Linked DNA regions of Sus scrofa: region 2 is linked to region 1. A link is a contact called in public Hi-C data. All regions are on one chromosome and are shown on one strand. The core of a region is the stretch at or near the end of the contact, and the rest is flanking DNA. Distances in the headings are between cores, read along the strand shown. Region 1 holds the start of DACT1 (dapper homolog 1). Region 2 has its middle 230 kb from the start of DAAM1.

Region 1 (4,833 bases), core at 1,768-4,267:
TGGCTGTCTGATTTTGTTTTCCCCTCATGCCACTGAATGGCAGACTGTTTTTTGTTTTGTCTTGTTAATTCTCTCTGCACTGGAAACAAATGTCATTGTCCTTTGCAGACCTGGGGATGCTAAGCATGGGGGGGGCCAAGGTAGCACTCAGGACTGCAGAATTCTCCCTTGTGCTCCCACACTCACCTGAGCTAGGTCGGCTGTCTGTCTCCAGGTGCTCTTCAGAGGTCTTTTCCACATCCAGTCTCAGGTCACTTATCTGCTTGTCGAGTTCTTGCAACTGGTTCAACAAACCAGCATCTCTTCTCCTCAAACAATTCTGATTAGGAAGAGACAGAGAAAGGAAAAATAAACACATTTTGGTGACAAAGAACCAGAAAGCCCACTCTAAGTATTCCAATTACCATCTGAGGCAGTCACTAAATCTTCTAAAACCAAAATTCTCCTGGATGACTTGAAATAAAAAAACTTTAAAAATATGTCCTATATCTAATTCCACTTTCTCACATTTTCTGGTGATATAAAGTTTCTTCATGAAAACAAGGCTTGCTTTTAGTTTCAACTAACATACACACACACACACACACACACACACACACATATATACACACACATTAACTTTTTATAGGTAGGGATAAAAAAAAAACTGAGGTTTTTAAAAATCCTCTGTGTACAGCCAATTTTTTTCACACAACAGTACTTCACAGTAGACTCTTCGACTTGAAGGTAGAGTGTAACAGATTTCCTCCAATGCACTATAATCTTACTTAGGTGAGATTTTCTGGCCAAATGTCCTGCAGAGTTTTGTTTTCTATGAATTGCTTTGTGGGGTTTAATCAGTCTTAGGGCCTTTGAAAGTGAGAAACTAATACTAATAGCCAGTGCCAAGTATAATGTGAGCTGGCAGAATCCAAAACCCTCAAGGGAAGCTCCATCAAGATTTGAACTCAACTCGGGTTTCCAAAGGTGACAGATTGGAGTGTCACACCGCCACCTAGTGCTTCCTATGGCTGGGAGAGGGAAAAAAAAAAAAAAAAAAAAAAAAAAAAAAAAAAAAACCTCAAAAGGCATCTGGTTCAAATCACAAATGCCAAGTCTACAAATGAAAATAGTACCACAAACACTGACTGGCCGGGAATTCTCCTGACATGCAGCCTTGCTCCCCTCCAGGGGACAACAGGAATGCGCCACTTAAAATCGTGAGATTCAAGAAGAGCAGGAGGTGCTATTGTACAATGCACACAATGTCAATGACCAGGCATAACCAGCAAGAATTGGCTCAAATCAGAGTTATACGCAACTCTGGTCTGCTACCAAAAACCACAGACAAATGCCAAAACAAGAGGTATTCCACAAACCACCATGTACATCCATCCTGACTAAACAGATGCACATCTACTCCTCTTGTCTGTCCTTTGACTTAAAAAGCTTGGGGACACACATGTTTATTTGTTAGAATGAGTTTCTTCAGGGGTAAAAAGGAACTAAACAAGTCAAATCACGTCAATGCTCAAAAAAAGAGAAAATCATCTGAAAAGAGGTAAAACAAGAAGGCACTTGACAACTGCACAGCATCACTCTGTTCGTAATTGCAGGAGGGACATTATCTAGCATGTGTCTAGTTTCAGATAGGATCACATGGTCAGATAAGGATTTTTTTTTTTTTTTCTGTTTGCAAAACTACATTTTTGAGGTCACCGAAACAAAGCTGCCGCCATTACTCTGAGGCGGGGTCAAAAGCTGTTCATCAATACATGAAGCGCCAAAGTTCTTTTTCTTCCCGATTAATGAAGACTGCGGGGAATGTCTGAGACACTGACGCAAATCCAGTAAAGAGAAATGCTCCCTGGAAGCAGATTTTCACTTCTCTCACCTCCAATTCAAGTCTCAGCGAAGAGTACGGATAAAATATGAGGGGAGGGGACACTTTCTCCAGCCAAATTTCCATCATTTGCATGTGTCTTAGCCGCTCATACAAAGGGCTTCTATCTGAAATGAGGCAGCAGCCCAGGCAAAAGCTGGCCGGCCGGGGACAACCCTAGGAGCGGCAGGGTCCCCGGGGCCACTTCCGTGTAACCGTAAAATTCGGCACGGGACAGGCAACCATGCCACACGCCCCCTCCTCGGCTTTTGTCCCCTCCTGGCGGAAGGACCTGAAGCCGAGAAGCCCTTCAAAGAAATGCTATTTCAAACGAGGGTTTGCAAACCTTCGGGAAGAGCGCACGCATTTGTCTAACTATAGAGAGGGGAGGTTAGGAACAGGCAACACCAAGAATCCCGAAGGCAAAAGAGGGAGGTGGGGGAGGGCGGCCACCCCCGCCCAGCCCTCCGCGCGGGGTCGCCAGGCCCTCACCTGACACAAAGCGGGCACACGCCGGGGACCCGTGGGCGTCGGCAACCCACACGCCGCGGGCACCCTCAGGAACCCAGGGTCAGGGAGGCACCGGGAGGGGATCCCCGGAAGCCGGAGGATGTCTCCAGCCCGCCGCACCCAAGCGCCCGCCGCGGGCCACCTGCCCGAAACCCGGCCCCTCATCAAGGACAGCCGCGCCCCCACCTCCGGCCAAGACCTACCAATTGCTTCCGCAGCAGCAAGATGTTCTCCTCCAAGAACTTCTCCTCCAGGCGGCTGCGCTGCGCCGCCTCCCCCGGCAGCTCCCCGGAGCGGACTGCAGCGGCCCCCGAGACCCCGGCGCCGCGCAGGGCGCCCCGGACCAGCAGTTCCTGGCGCTGGCGCAGGTACTCCAGTTCCGCCAGCCCGGCCAGCGTGGCCTCCTGCCGCTCGCGGGTGCGCTGCCGCTCCGTGTCCGCCTCTCCCTTCTCCCGCCAGCGCCCCTCGGACTCCGCCGCGCGCTGCTCGCCCCGGGCCGGCGCCGGCGGCTCCAGCTCCCTCGCGGTCCCTGCCAGACTCGGCTTCATGGCCCCCAACCCTGCAGCGCGCACCCGTCCCCGCAGCCGGGCCGCCCGGGAGGAGGAGCGGGCGCTAAGGCTGCGACCCTGGGCTCATGCCTCCCGGCGGTGGGGCGCGGTGGCGGCGGCGATGGGGGCGGAGACACGGAGCGCTCGGGACCCGCGCGTGGCCGCGGGCTGCAGCCGTCCGGGCCCGGGCGGCGTCGTCCGCTGTCGCCGAGCGTCCCTCGCCGCGGCCCCGCAACTGATAACGCCCTGCCCGGCGCTACGTCACGAGCGGCGGCACAGCGAACCCCCGCCCGGCGCCCGCCTCCCCGCGCCGGCCCCTCGGCGGCGAGGCCCGCTCCCCCTTCGGCTTCCCCCTCTTGTGTCTGGGGCGCCGCTCGCGCTCTGCGCCGGCCTCCTCCTCGCGCGGCCCTCCCCGCTCCTCCCTCTCTCCTCCCCCCTCGCTCTTCCCGCGGGCCTCCTCGCCCCCTTTTCGGGTTTACGGCACCCAGTTTTTGCCTCGCTCCTTATTGGTTCTTTTCCGTCTCACAAAGCCACGGGCGAGCGCCTCGATCCCCAGCATCCTATTACAGTCGGCCTCGCAGGCAGGGTCCGCCGAGGGACGCGGTAGTTGGGCTCCCCGGAGAACTTTCTGAAACTCGACCGAGTTGCAGCACAGTATTAACCCTTTCCCACACGTCCACTGTCCCTATCCACTCCGGCCGACTTAGGTTTCTTTCACCTTACCCAGCAAGGTCCTGCCAAAGTATTCCAAGACCGTATCTTGGGTTTGGTTTTTTGACTCCACGCTGTAAAAGGCAGGAACTACAAGGCACAGTACACCGTTGTCCTAAAACCGTTTAGCCCTCAGTTTTGTTGCTGTTGTTTTCATCTTTTTTTACGGAAAGCATTAAAAATTAGGCAGTAGGATGTCGCTGTATTGCAAGCGGTTGCATCAATTCTTTTACAGGCTTGGGGTCTAGTGTGTGCGCGCGCGTGCGCGCCTCGGTTTTTGAGTTTTTTTATTGTTGTTATTTAGTCTGCAAGCACAAAAGCTCTGACTGAAACCAGACTGCTTGCATTTGAATGCCCTTTCCAGCCAAGACAGGCTGTGCAAGTAACTTCACCTCCGTTTCCCCAATGGTAGAATGGAGCTGCTAACAGAACATGTCTGTTGTAAGAATTATAAATTCAGTATGTAATATGCATGGGGGTGCGTTAACAGCGTGGCAGGCACATACATAGTAAGGGCTATAAGAGTTGTAACTTTTTTTTTCCTCCAGGGAGACAAACTTTTCCCCTGGAGCAGCAGTGGTATTATGGTCATGTTTACTTGGCACACTCGTCACAGGGAATTTCAATAGGATGGGGACCTGGAAATGCCACTAGCTGGCTTATCTATGGAAAAGTACCATATCTATTTTTAAAAAAGCAATAGGGCCAGGAGCCTCAGAAGTTGAAGCCAGCAAGTCACAATTTGCTGAAACTTAGGTAAATGATAATCCTATATCATTACCTTAGACTTTTACACCTTTACCCAGCTGTTTACCCCTGTCAAGAATTCTCTATTTCTGGAGTTCCCTGGTGGCCTAACAATTCAGGACTCCGAGTCATCACTGCTCTGGCTCAGGTTACTATTGTGGCTCTGTGGCTGGTTCCCTGGTCCACGAACTGCCACACAGCAAGCTAGGGGCAGAAGGGATTCTCCATTTCTCCCCTCTGTGTGGTCCTCCAGCCTCCTTCCTTCCAAGATCAGTTCACTTCCCTCCTCTGAACTCCAGTTAATTGCATGACTCTTTGATTCTTACCAAATGCTACTTGTATGGTTATTTATCTGGGTATGTACATACACATCTATGTAGGTGTTTATATGTATCTCTTCCCTCCAATTACATTATTAAAGTTTATGCTTTCCCAAGGATCCTGAATGCAGAGATT
Region 2 (4,963 bases), core at 1,193-3,692, 380 kb before region 1:
GGGGTCCACTCAGATGACCTAGTAGAATGGTACTGTCTTTTACACTTATGGAGTCCTTTTTGAAGAGAAATGTGATTTAAACAAAAATCTTTTCCACCATACAATTTTTGAAATCTCATGGGAGCCCAGTAAATGAGAAAGGAGTCCTTTCTGAAAGGAGCCTTGTTTTAGCCCCCAGGTATAATTTTAATTAAGTAGTTTAATTAAATAGTTAATTAGGCAATTTAGTAGTTTCATCAACAAATTGCCAGTTTCCTCAGATACACTTTCATTCATCCTGTGTTTTTTTCTTCTTCTTTTTTTCTTTTTTTAGGGTCATACCTGTGGCATATGAAAGTTCCTAGGCTAGGTATCAAATCAGAGCTGCAGTTGCTGGCCTACGACACAGCCACAGCACAGCAACACTGGATCTGAGCCACATCTGCTACTATGCCACAACTTGCAGCAATATGGGATCCTTAACCCACTGAGCAAGCCCAGAGATCGAACCTGCCCTCGCACCTGCACCGCACAGACACTATGTCAGGTTCTTAACTCACTGAGCCGCAAGAGGAATTCCTCATCCCGTATTCTGACTGAAGGTGTTAGTATACCTTTAGTGGCCTGCTTGCCACCATCTAAGAAGGGCCACAGCATCTGTTCTGAATTCTTAGTTTCTAGTCTTAGAATCTCTATCATGGCAGACAAAGAAGGAATAACGAAAGGAAGAATGCATCTTCTGCTTTTACCCCACTCAGAAAATACATTCACTAGACTCACTTCTCCTACTTATTCTTTGAATCTTTAAATTGACTAGAAATTGATTAAATTACATAAAAGTCATTACAAAATCTTTTGCTGACCCCCAGCAGTTTTAAGTCTGGATCCTGTGACAGCTTCATGTTTAAAAACTTGTGGTTCATTAAAAGGCAGTAGAGACTTACACGTGTGATGCTTTTGCTGCCCTCCAGTGGCAGTCCTGGATGCTAACAACTTGTACTGCCTTTGTCCAGCTGCCTGGTCTCTCCCTTTGTCATCTGCTGTCTCTTGCTCTTTAGCCTCCTTCTTACCCTCATCTATAATATCTGAAGGAATTCAGCCCCTCAGTGACTCATCCAGATTCCAGGATCCATTTTGACCCCAAGGCAGTAATGTTATCCTCTGCTAGATTCTCTCTTCCTTCTAGCACTGGTTCTCCCGTCTGTGACAATGCTTTCTTCCTCTTTGATGGGGAATGTACACTCTTAGTAATGGTGCATTTGGCTAAGGGATCATTTGTTTAAAAATTATATTCTAATTCTTGCTCATCACAAGGCCCTTCGTCAGCCTGATGATCGGGCTGGGCACATCTGTTAGTAAAGTTTGGCTTGTTCACTGAGCATTTTATAGGCATTTCTGGGTCTACTCATTCTAGGGAGGGGAGCCCCTTCTTCTGTGTTTTTGTCTCTCCTCACCATCCAGTTAATATGCCTTTTCCTGTTTCAGAAAGCCTCACAAAGATTTTAACTCCAGTGCAGAGACGATTTCTAATTCAGTCATTTGCCAAAATGAAATGCCTGATGAACTTTATGGGAAATTAATCAATTAGATTTTCCTGGCACTTTCTCAAATTTGGAGAAACTATTTCCTCTCTTTATTTGACAGAAACAGCCTTTGAAAATGAAAATTTAAAAATATTTATGAGAGGAGGTCTAAGATGGCAGAGTAGCAGAACATAAGGCTCATCTAATCCCACAAATACATTGAAAATACACCTATATGTGGAACTATTCGTACAGAAAATTTGCAAAAAACTGACAAAAGACCTTGAGAGTATGATAGAACAAGAAAAACATTACAAAACCAGATAGGACATAAGAAAGAAGAATAACAAGAGAAAAAGAAATGAGAAGGGACCTGCTCTTCCAGGAGGGAGCTGGAAAAAGGAATTGCTCCTGCGCCCAGGGAAGTTACCCCACCAGCAATGAGATCAGCCAAAAACGGAGGAGAAACTCTAGACAAATGGTCTGAAGCAGTTAAGAAAGAGAGAGTCCTCCACAAATGGTCAGTGCTATGGGTAATGAGCAACCATAGGCAGGTGCTTTCAGGTGTTAGGAACTAAAAGTTTGACCTAGAGATCATACCCAAAGAGGGAGCTTGAGCCAGCTATGCAGCGGTGGGGGGTGGGGGTGCACTGGGTTGATCCTGTGGAAACAGCTTGGAGGACTATAGGGTGACCACACTGGAGAGCATCTATGCGGAGCCAACCCACTCAGGCTTAGAGACTAGACACCATTGTTTGGGGGTGCTGGATGGAAGGGGCAGGATCCACCACTACAACCTTGTTCCCTAAGATTTCTCAAGCAGCAGGACACTTTCTGCCTCAGCTCAGGAACCACTTAGCCAAAGCAGCTGCCTAGCAATGGCTGGGAAGCCGCCTCGCCCTTAGGAAACCGACTTCTGGGAATAGGTGGAGTAACTGCCTGGGGGAATAACACAAGTTCCCAGTTCCTGCCAGCAGGGGCCTCCCGTGCTAGTGAGGCCCAGCCTGTGCCAGAAGAGCTGCCAGCAGTGGCGGAGCTCAGCGCCCAAGAGATAAGGGAAAACATAGGTGCCTTGGCTCCACCCAGAGAATCTGCAAAGTCTCTGACCAGCAGGGCAGCACCAGAAAAGCTGCTGGTGTCAGTGCCCATTTCCTGCAAGAGCAACAACCTGCTTGAGCAGAGATAACACAGGAGTCTCAGCTCCACCCAGACAGGCAGTGCCCATTCCCCAGAGAGGGCCGCCAGAGCCCACTCCCTGCTGATCATGGAAAACACAGGTGCCTTGGCGCCACTCAGAAACTCCACAGAGGCTCACACCAGCAAAGCAGCGTCAGAAAAACTGCTGATGGCAGCACCCACTTCCTGAAAAGCAGTGATCTCCTTGAGCAGGGAAAATACAGGCAAACACAGGCATCTCAGCTCTGCCCAGAGAATCTGCAGAGGCTTGTGCCAGTGCAAGAGTGCCCATTCCTATGAGAGGGCTGACGGTCCCCAATCCTTGTCAATCAGGGAAAACACAAGTGCCTTGGGTCCACCCAGAGAATCTGCAGAATCTCAGGTCAGCAAAGCAGTGCCAGAAAAGCTGCTGGTGGCAGCACCTTCCGATGAGAGGGCTGCCAGTGCCCACTCTCTGACAGATCTGTGGGCTGCCAAACAGAAAAAAGCACAAGGTACAGGATGCCTGCCAGTGGCCCTGTGAAGGCTCACATCAGTGGCACTCTTTCCAAGGGAGCCAGGGAAGGCCCATTAATCCACATTTCAGTCTGCGGGGCTATAGAGAACACTCCTACCAGCAGCAAGGCAGGCGGAGGGACTGCCAGAAACACACATCCTGCAGCTACAGAGAGAGCTTGTGAGAAACAATTAGGGAGAAGCCCCCTGCCCTGAGGCTTTATAGAGAGATCTCTAGAGTTGTCAAGCAAGGAGAGTGCAAGCAGAACAGCAGCAGCTGCTTCTATATCTACATAGAGCAATCCCTAGAGCCTACCCAGCAAATAGGTACATTTGAACAACCACCACCCCTGAGAACCCCAGGACTGGGCACCTGTTTCAACATCTACATACTAACTGTCAAGGAGATGATAAACAGAAAGGAAGACACTATAAGACAAAAAAGAAGCAGCTTTCAGACAAAGGAACAAGACAAAAACACACAAAACCCACTAAATGATAATGAGATAAGCAATTTGCCTGAAAAAGAATTCAGACTGATGATAGTAAAGTTGATCCAAGATCTTTGAAAAAGAATGGAGACACAGATGGAGAACTTAAAAGAAATGTTTAACAAAGAGCTAGAGGATTTGAAGAGCAAAATGAATAGTGCAATAGCTGAAATGAAAAATAATCTAGAAGAAACCAATAGCAGGTTAATGGAGGCAGAGGAACAAATAAGTGAGATGGAAGAGGGGTAGAAATCACTGCTACAAAAAAGAATAAAGATAAAAAGAAAGAAAAAAAACTGAGGAGAGTCTAAGAGACATCTGGGACAACATTAAACATACCAACATTCCCATCATAGGGGTTCCAGAAGGAGAAGAGAGAGAAAAAGAACCAGGGAAAATATTTGAAGAAATTATAACTGAAAATCTCCCAAATATGGGAGAAGAAAGACTCACTTAAGTGGAAAAAGCACAGAATTCAATACAAAATAAACCCTAGAAGAAATACAGAAAAACACATACTAATCAAGCTGACAAAAATTAAGTTCAAAGAAAAAATATGAAGAGTCACAAGGAAGAAGCAACAAATCACATACAAGGGAATTCCCATAAGTATGACAGCTGATCTCTCAGCAGAAAACCTACAAGCCAGAAGTCAGTGGCAAAATATATTTAGGTGATGAAGAGGAGGAACCTAGAACCAAGAATACTCTACCCAGCAAAGCTGTCATTCAGATTTGATGGAGAGGTCAAAAGCTCCACAGACAAGCAAAAGCTGAGAGAAGTCAGCACCTCCTAACCAGCTCTACATCAACTACTAAAGGAAATTCTCTAAGCAGAAAAGGAAAAGCCACAATTAGAAACAAGATTATTAAAAATGAAAAAGCTCACTGGCAAAGGCAAAGATAATTTCAAAGTAGGAAATCACCCACTGACAGACATGATATCTAAACCAGCAAGCATGAGGAGAGGAGAGAACAAATGCAGAACATTGAAAATGCATTTGAAATTAAGAAGACCAGTAAAACAAAATGATTCTGCACACATATAGATGGATATATCAAAATATAAGGGGAGCCACTAGTCAAATAACTATAATGGTCACACATATAAAAAAGAAAAACCAAACCAAACACAACACTAAACATGGTAAGCAAATCACAGGAAAAAAAAAACAACAACAACAACAACAAAAAGAGGAAGAGGAAAAAAAAAGACCCAAAATAGCAATCCAAAAAAAATTTAAGTGACAATAAATACATACTTATCCATAATTACATTGACTATAAACAGATTAAATGC

The links. Hi-C and Micro-C count contacts between places; a contact is called where the count stands out from the background.
Region 2: a Hi-C map of subcutaneous adipose tissue shows a contact between it and region 1, with 2.1 times the contacts expected there. The contact joins the enhancer-like site here to the promoter of DACT1 in region 1. A contact is called at or near these places in 13 of 47 Hi-C or Micro-C datasets (adipose tissue, alveolar macrophages, brain and 9 more).

Annotation. Positions count from the first base shown.
Region 1 is chr1:187,717,575-187,722,407 of Sscrofa11.1, reverse strand. DACT1 (dapper homolog 1) reads right to left here and starts at 3,017. Exons shown (of 4, transcript XM_021102679.1): 1 at 2,575-3,017; 2 at 187-319. The coding sequence starts at 2,919.
Region 2 is chr1:188,098,285-188,103,247 of Sscrofa11.1, reverse strand. No RefSeq gene overlaps it. Among named protein-coding and RNA genes, the nearest start is that of DAAM1, 230 kb to the left of the region's middle. Within about 2 kb of position 2,442, at least 12 of the 83 cell types and tissues checked have an H3K27ac peak or open chromatin away from gene starts, as enhancers often do. A contact at or near this core is called in adipose tissue and subcutaneous adipose tissue, where this site is marked.